Linked DNA regions of Gossypium arboreum: region 1 is linked to region 2. A link is a contact called in public Hi-C data. All regions are on one chromosome and are shown on one strand. The core of a region is the stretch at or near the end of the contact, and the rest is flanking DNA. Distances in the headings are between cores, read along the strand shown. Region 1 holds the start of LOC108473839. Region 2 holds the start of LOC108473467 (splicing factor SF3a60 homolog).

Region 1 (4,462 bases), core at 507-3,006, 190 kb after region 2:
TTTCAATTGCATATTTCATTTCCTTTTTCATTCCAATCCAATTCAATATCATTCAATACCATTCAATAATAATCAATTCTTCAATACATTTGTACATCCCTATTAACATGACTTGGACTTGGACGGATACGCGGATCCAACCAAAACACACCAGTACGGCACTCAGTGCCTCATTGGCCATGCCGAAGTGAATCGATACCTAGTACCTCATCGGATTTAATCTGAAGCAATAATACGACACATAGTGTCTCATTGGAATTATCCGAAGCAATATTACGACAGATATAGTGCCTCATCGACTCGAGGTCGAAGTATCCCTGAACACTTCTAATCCTATGGTATGCCAACTATATCTGACTCAACCCAATATAGTTAATAGGGTATTCAATTCATTTCTCAATTCATAGTAATTATACATTTCAATATCAATTTCACAATAGTCACAAATCATCGTAGTCTCAATTCAGTATCAATATAATAACAAATAATACTCAATTCAATTCCATTTTATTCAATTCAACACCACAATTATCCAATATTCAAATTCATATTAATCACAAATTCACATACATTCAATTCAATATCAAAACACTAATACTTACCTTAATATCTTTTCATACACATATAATCAAAATTCAACAATTAATAATTAAATTCGGATTATAGAAATACAAACCGTATTTTTTTGAGTCACTCGTTGTTGACTTTCTCTTTTCCCTTTTTAGCCAATGTTTCCGGTTCAACGTTAGCTATTAAGCTTTAAACCTTGAAACCTCTATTTCCCATTTCTTTCTTTCTTTTCTTTCTTCTCCCTGTTTTTGGTTTGGCTATTCTATTTCTTTTCTAACTTTGTTTCTTTATTTCTTTATTTAATTTATGTTTTATTAGATTATATTATATTAACTTAATAATTATTTCTTAAATTAAAAGTAAATACATATATTTATTACAAATGTATATGTATATTATTTAATACATATGTATTTTATTTTTACCACACACTTAGCACTTATGGCTTAATTGCTAATTTAGTCCCTCATCTTTTCTTTATTCTACAATTAAACTTTCACGCTTTATTCAATTTAATCCTTACACTAAATTAACCTTAATTCAAGCTAATTTGCCTAGCCAAAACCTAATTAACCTCACAATTAACTTCGTAAATATTTTTAATAAATATTTATGAACCCGTTTTACTAGAACAATGACTCGAAAATGCACTTTTCTAATAATTGTAAATTTCAAGTCTTACACCCATGGTAATAATAATTTCAAAATTACAATGCTTTCAATTCTATTGATATATGTGTTTTGTTGATTGTTATTGCAACCAGTTCGACATGAACTTGATTCAAGTGAAGTAATTGATATCTCAAAACTGGATACTGACAAGTCTTCAGTAATTAACCTTCAGGCTGCTTAAATAACAAGAACTGTGTTTTTTAAATGAACTTTGATGAGGATGAAGATTTTTGAAGAATGAAGATCTTCATTTTGGTGGCCTTTGATAGAAGCTCTCGACAATGGTGGATAGAGTTATAAAAGGAAGAAAAATAATAAGAAAAAAATTTAAAAATATATATTTAAATTATGTGATAATAACAACGTCACCATTTGATGGGCCAGCTATGTATTTGTCCAACACTTAATGGCTGCTAATGGAAAGTGACCAAATTGTTATTAATTGATAACGCCTGTGACCTACTTGTTAGAATTGAAACATTGATGACCAAGACGTAAACTTAAACAAAGATATAGGATTATTTTTGTAGTTTAACCTAAATATAATATAGGGTACAAGGTTTTTTTTTGCCACCAGAGTACAGCGTTTAGTAACCCTACATTTTTGTTCATTTATTTTGAACCGTCTTTCCTCTTTCTTCTATCATCTTCCTCCTACCATCGTCCCTCTTCTCTGTCTCGTCTCCGTAAATCAGTTTTGTTTTCTTCTCTTCTCATCTCAGTTTGCATTCACCGCCGTGTCCGCTAGTTTATGCTGGATCTGACCCGTATCCTGTGTCGGAATCCGTGTCGGGTAGTGTCGACACAGGTCCTGTACCCCAGATTGCCGAGTCCTGGTAACGAAGGTGAGAACAATTAGGAAAAAAATTGTAGGACAACTAAGGTCACTCTCTGTTATATGATGTTAATTCTATGATTACAGAAATCACTGAGGATGAAGAGAAAAGCAGGTAATTTAAAGTCGAAAAAGGGGAACAAAATAAAGAATTCACGAATGCAGCTTGTTAAAGAAAATGATATTGTTCAACGAGTTAGTGAATTGAAGTCTGAGGAAGATCATGATGCTAATGAATCTAAGATAGCTAAAGCGAAGAAGGATTTGAAAAGAACATCGAAAACCAAGTTCGAGGAGTATCTTGAAATGGAGATGCCAAATTCGGACATGCTTGCACAAGAGGACTTGGAATTGGAGAAGAAACTTGCTAAGAAACTCAAGGTGAAGGGTGGTAAATTAAGGGGAGATGATGATGGGCTTAATATTTTATTTGAAGGATTTTCTGATGAGGAAGCTGTGAACCATTCTTTAAGTAAGAAACGAAAAAAGAAAAAGTCAGTGCAGCAGGCTATCAAAGATGATATTGGAGATGACTCAACTAATGAAGCTTCCGAAGGGGAGGAGTATTCAGAGACAACAGTGGAAGAAATTCCTGTGAAGGCACCTTCACAAAAGAGGCGTAAGAAGAGGAAGTCTTTGCTGCAAGGACAAGAAAGTGACATTGTGGGTGAAACTGCCCTTTCTGTTACCCCGCATTCTGAATGCCACAATGCAGAGGTAGCGTCAGGTGAAATTTCAACTAAGGCTCTTGGAATGGAGAGCAGCGGGAAATATGTTGCTCCTCACTTGAGATCCCAGACAAAGAATGAATCAGAGGAGCAGACTCGAATGCGCAGACGTGTACGAGGTATGGATATTCACTTTTAATGAACTTTAGTAAGTTCACTTCTCGTTTTTGGAATTTGACATGCCACTTATTTTTCTCTATGTTCCAGGTCTTCTTAATAGGCTTTCTGAATCTAACGTGGAATCAATTACAGGAGAAATGGCCACAATTTTTCGTGTATGCTGCTATGCTGTCTATAGCTTTTTGTTTCAATAGACTTCATATCAAGCCTTCTGAATCTTACTGCAATTGATTTAAGCTATATATGCACTCTCACTCTGAGTAAATATAATTGGTTGTTATATTAATCTTTTCTAGCATAAGTGCATAAAACTGGTACAGTTGTTTCCAACTAGGTTAATACAGGGGCTGTGGTTTTACTGAAACTGCATTTACGAGTTTGTTGGTTAATTTTAGGAAGTTAATATAATACCAAAACAACTTCCATTCTTGTGATAGGTTTTCAAAGAAATTAGCATGCGGTTGCCTATGCAGTATCCTCTGCTTTTACATTTGGAAATTAAAAGGTATAATGTTAACTATATAATTTTACTCTTTGACAGTCTGTTAGTCGCAGTGTTAGCTCCCAGATTATCAGTGAGGAGGTCTTGGCATCTTGTTACAATGGTCCACGTGGCAATGAACAGTTAAGAGCAATCTTGCCTATCTCTTTATTTGTATAATTCTCCATTATAAGTAAAAAAAGTCCTTTCTTTTTTTTTTTTTTTTTTTTTTTCTCCTAAAAGGTCTCCTTCCTCTTTAATTCTGTCATCTTTCCTTTAAAGTACCTAATTTTTCAGTTTATATGTATGCTATGTATGGGAATTTTGTTTAATGTGCCTATACTTATTGCCATTGATTGTTAATTTGCACTTGACATTGTACTATGACAAGTAAAGTAAATTTTAATTCTTATGAATTTTTGCTTACTAAACATGATGTAATTGTTATTCTAATATTCAATTTGATATTTGTTAATCAGAGGAAGAAACAGTTGAAATATTAATAATGGAAGGTAAATCACTATTGTTTATTTTTAATTTGTCGTTATTTTTGGTTAGAATAGCTATAATGGAAGTCAGATGAATAATAATTATTGTTGCTATCTTTCCACAATATATATAGCCAAAATAGTAGCTACACAGCTGTGGAAAGCATATTTATAGTGTGATTTGAAGCTCCACTTTCTCATTCCAGCAATACATTCTTCATGTGGTAATAACTGTATTCCTTATCAAGCACAAGTGATTTACCTTCTAGATGCAATACTTGTGATCCTTATTAGAGTACATTAGCAGAATATCATGTTTGTTGCATACTACCATTAGTCGGGTTAGCTAGGATTTTATTGTCGTACTTGTTTTCATTTTTCTTCTCCTTGCAGCAGTTGTATATGTAGTTAATGTTGTTTGTTTCTTTGTAAAGGCATGCTGCAGTTTTTGCAGCTTTCATTGCTGGCATGGCTTCTTTAGTTGGCGTGGATTTCAGCGCAAAACTTATGGCTTTACTTGCCAAGATTTTTGAGGTAAGTACTTCCACATTAAGTAGTAATTTTGTTT
Region 2 (4,310 bases), core at 1,524-4,023:
AACTTCTTGAATCTCTTACCAAACATGGCCATCTCTTTGTCCTTATCCACCTTTTCACTTGATTCATTATCTTCAATGGTGGTAGATTTGAGAGCAAAACCAACCATCTTCTTCTCATTCTTAGCTTCTTCTACCCCTTCATTGAGCCTCATCTTATATGTAAACAAAGAATTGATGAGCTCATCCAAAGTCAACTTTTCTAGATTCTTTATTTTTCAATTGTGGTCACCTTGGCTTCCCATGATTTAGGCAAGCTTCAAAGCATCTTCCTCACAACTTCTTCATTAGGATAGGTCTTTCCATAGGATTTTAGCTCGTTAATGATGATGATGAATCTATCAGACATAACTTTGGTGTCCTCCTAAGGCTTCATCTTAAAGGTCTGGTAATTGAGAGTGAGGATTCCCACTTTTTACTTCTTTATTTGGCTAGTTCCATCATGAGTTAACCTCAAGTTTATCCCATATCTCCTTGGCACTCGAACATGATGATACTCTACTCTACTTATCCGGACCAAGTGCATAAAAGAGAGTGTGCATAGTTTTGGCGTTGAGCTGAATACTTCTTCTATATTCTTCGTTCCATTCTTTCTTACTCTTTGGAAATAAGAGTTCTCCTTCTTGCTTGAGTGGTATTGAAGGGTCATCCATGAGAATGTCTCAAATAGTAAGATCATTTGCTTGGATGAATATCATCATCCTTGTCTTCTAATATGAATAATTAACACCATTAAAATAAGGAGACTTGGACATAAATTAAGACTCACCAAGAAAATTTGAGCCGGAAGTAGACATCATTGTAGGAATTAAGTTGATGATTGTTGAGCTTCCTCAAGGATCTCCTCTTTAGTTGTTAACCTATCTAAAAGAGACTATCTTTAATATCAATTGTTAGATCAAATAATCAAACCGAAATTTCCAAGAGGGGGTGAATTAACTTTTAAAATCTTTGTGAAAGCTAGAGAGAAAGGATAGAAAATTTTGACACAAGAATTTAGAGTGGTTCGGTCCCAATTGCCTACTCCACTACCTTAGCTTTCCACTACTAAGGAGTTTCTCAAATTCACTAATTTGATAACCTTTGAGGAGAAGGTTTAACCTTACAAACTGACTTAAGGTTTCTACTCAAACCTTAAGATACAAACTCTCTCAAAGATAAAAAAAGAAGCAAACAAAGAAATAATCCTTACTAGATCAATGTGTATGCAAATTAAATTCAATTACAATGAAGAACACTTGAGCAAATGGAATAAAAATAAAGATCACAAGTGTATGAAAGAAAAGTATGGAAATATTTGGCACAACGGTTGTTTGATTGATCTTTTTACTTGAATATACTTTCTTGTTGTTGTAGGATCTTTAGAAGCTAGTATTTATACCCCTAATTGATTTTCAACTGTTGTGGTTGTTGGAGATATGAATAAAGCCATTGGGGATGTGAAAACCAATGCATTTAATTCAGTTACAACAGTGAGTATTGATACCAGTTAAAATGGTATTGATAAATTTTGCATTAAATGCAAAATTCAGTGACTATTGGAGCTGAAATATCGGTACTAGACAAATTTTATCTATATCATATGAAAGGTATCGATAGCGAATTGATAGTTAGCTGAATTTGTGAAAAACATAATGCCAATTTGGTACCATATTTAAATGAGGTGTTGATATTTTGAAAACTATCGATACTTGGCCAAAAAGTACTGATACTTTTTAACTTGATTTTAAGGTTGATCCAAAAATTTCCTAAGAGTTTTAAGGTAAAGATTCAAAATTTTATCTCTTAGACTTCATTTGAGAAATCATTTTGTCAATTTTATTCAACTTTAACTTTACACTTTAATTTGTTATATTAAAACATATCATCAAATAAAAGCTTAATTTAACATAACTTATGAAATTAAGATACCCTTGTATATATTAACCCTTTTATAATTCTCATAATTCTTACTAAATTTAAAATAATTTTCTTTATTTTTTATAATTACTTGAAAATTCATGTTTAGGATAAATATGACTATCCTTGTCCAAGTTCAAATGTCGAGATACTTAAATATCAAAGTAAGTACTTAACCATGCAACTTTTCTTATTTAGGTGTTGAAAGTTTTTTTAAATCAAAGTAGGTCCCTAAAGTTTTATTCTATTATCACTTTAGGTATAAACTATTAACTCTTGTTAAAAGAAATTTAAACTAATCAGATTATGATACATGATGATTTTAATTTGTTACCACTTTAGGTACTTAAATTATGTAACTTTTCCTATTTAAGCACCTAACTTTTTTTTATTAAAGTAGGTACATGAACTTTTATTCTGTTATCACTTTAGGAATCAATTGTTAACTCTCTTTAAAAACAAAATTCAAACCAATCAAATTGTGACACATGATATTTTTAATCTGTTACCACTTTAGGTATAAAGTTTTTTTTTAAGTAAATTCCTAAAGTTTTATTTAGTTACCATTTTAGGTACCAACAGTCAACTCTTAGTAAATAAAGAATTCAAACCAATCAAATTATGACATGTGAAATGTTTAATTAAAATTGTAAATATTTTTATCTCATACTTAAACTTATCATAATTTGATTGGTTTGAATTTTTTAATAAAATTAACCGTTAATATCTAGAACTTTAAATACCTATTTAAAAAAAACGTTTCAGGTACGAAAAAATACATCATTTAAGTAACTATTTTTATATATATATATTTTAAATAATCATAAAAATTGTATTTATTTTAAATATTTTAAAAAAAATTGTATTTTTTTGTCTTTCTCTTCTTGTACCATCATATCAGCCCCTAGTAAAATTAGGGTCTCCACGGTAGTTTTACCCATTTAAATATTTTCACTTTCCCATGAATCATTTCACTTACCAGAACCTCTCTCCTTCCACGCGCAAGAAATCGCATCCAAACCCTTAAAGAAATCCGCCGCCGCTGTTTAACACCGTAATCGGTACCATTCAAGCCTTTCTCAAACTCAAACTAAGCCATTCATTCTCTATTTTCTAAATATACAAAGAAAATCACTAAAAACAGTTCTCACCACAGACAAAGCAAACTAGAATAACTCTATAATACCTTGCTCCGTCACCGAACACCGCCTTCGCCTGCCGTCCAATCAGCCACCGGTTTTGACTCGCGGCTTGTCCTCGACTTTGATGGCTTCCCCACTATCCGGATTTTGACTAGTGCTTTGGTTTCAAAGATCTGTAAGGGATGGCTCCTCCTTTTAATTGCTTCTCCGGTTTCTTTCTTTCTTTGTTTGCTGACTTTTGGTTTGGTTATGGGTGTTGATTTAGGGGATCGGTTAGGAGGTAGTGTGGTAGGGATTAGAAATGGTGATAGTGTACGTGTGCGGTGATATGGTTGTGACAGGCTTGAGTGGGGGTTTGCTGGGTTATTCAGGGTTTAGGGATGGTGCTAATAGTAGTTTAGGTGATGCATGTTGAACAGTGAGTGAAGGTTGTTGGGTTAATGGCTGGAGTTTGGGGTCAATAGAGCACATGTTTCGTGTGAGACTATGGTTGTGAAGGATGGTGTTTACTGGTGGACTCGATAAGGCTTGGTTAGTAGGGGTTTAAGAGAGGGCCATTTGGTGGCCGCAATGGGGCTAAGGATGATAGTCAGAGAGGGAGTAGGGATGGTGGGAGCCGAGAGGAGAGAGTTGTTGGGTTGGCGCAGCTTTGTTTCCTTGTACTCTCTCTCTCTTACTAACCTCCTTTATGCCTTTTTCAGGTGCTGTTTTAATTATTGGCTGAGATAAACAAACCCTAGACTGGTTGAATCAGCTAAGCCAACCGGAAGCCGAGATGTCGTCGACTCTACTCGAGGTGACTCGGGCTGCTCATGAAGATGTGGAACAGCTTGAGCGGCTTATAGTGAAGGACCTGCAAAATGATCCGCCTACTGCCAAAGATAGATTGTATCAGAGCCACCGCGTCCGCAATAATATTGACACCATCATCTCCACCACTGAGAAGCTAGTAATACTTCCCTATCCTATGTGAAATTGAGTTACTGCTATATCTTTATTTTGTGTTTATTTTTGTATTTATTTTTGAACGGCTTCAGATTGAGATATACGAAGATAAAGACAATGCTAGGAAAGATGAAATTGCTGCTCTTGGAGGTCAAACGGCTACTGGAATTAATGTCTTTAGTGCATTTTATGATAGATTGAAGGAGGTAACTGTTTACTTTGTTTTTAACCTGGAGACAAAAATGCTAACCTGGAATTTTGTACTAATCCTGCTTTTTTCTTAGAAGCATGAATAAATCTGAGTGATTTTGATTTTCAAAGTTTTTG

The links. A called contact is a pair of places that touch in the nucleus more often than the background predicts.
Region 1: a Hi-C map of leaf shows a contact between it and region 2, with 2.7 times the contacts expected there. The contact joins the promoter of LOC108473839 here to the promoter of LOC108473467 in region 2. A contact is called at or near these places in 2 of 5 Hi-C or Micro-C datasets (both in leaf).

The regions. Positions count from the first base shown.
Region 1 is chr11:101,491,781-101,496,242 of ASM2569848v2, forward strand. LOC108473839 reads left to right here and starts at 1,757. Exons shown (of 12, transcript XM_017775622.2): 1 at 1,757-2,087; 2 at 2,165-2,924; 3 at 3,013-3,080; 4 at 3,467-3,549; 5 at 4,329-4,428. The coding sequence starts at 2,177.
Region 2 is chr11:101,305,745-101,310,054 of ASM2569848v2, forward strand. It overlaps LOC108473467 (splicing factor SF3a60 homolog), which reads left to right and starts at 2,774. Exons shown (of 12, transcript XM_017775035.2): 1 at 2,774-3,987; 2 at 4,076-4,189. The coding sequence starts at 3,814.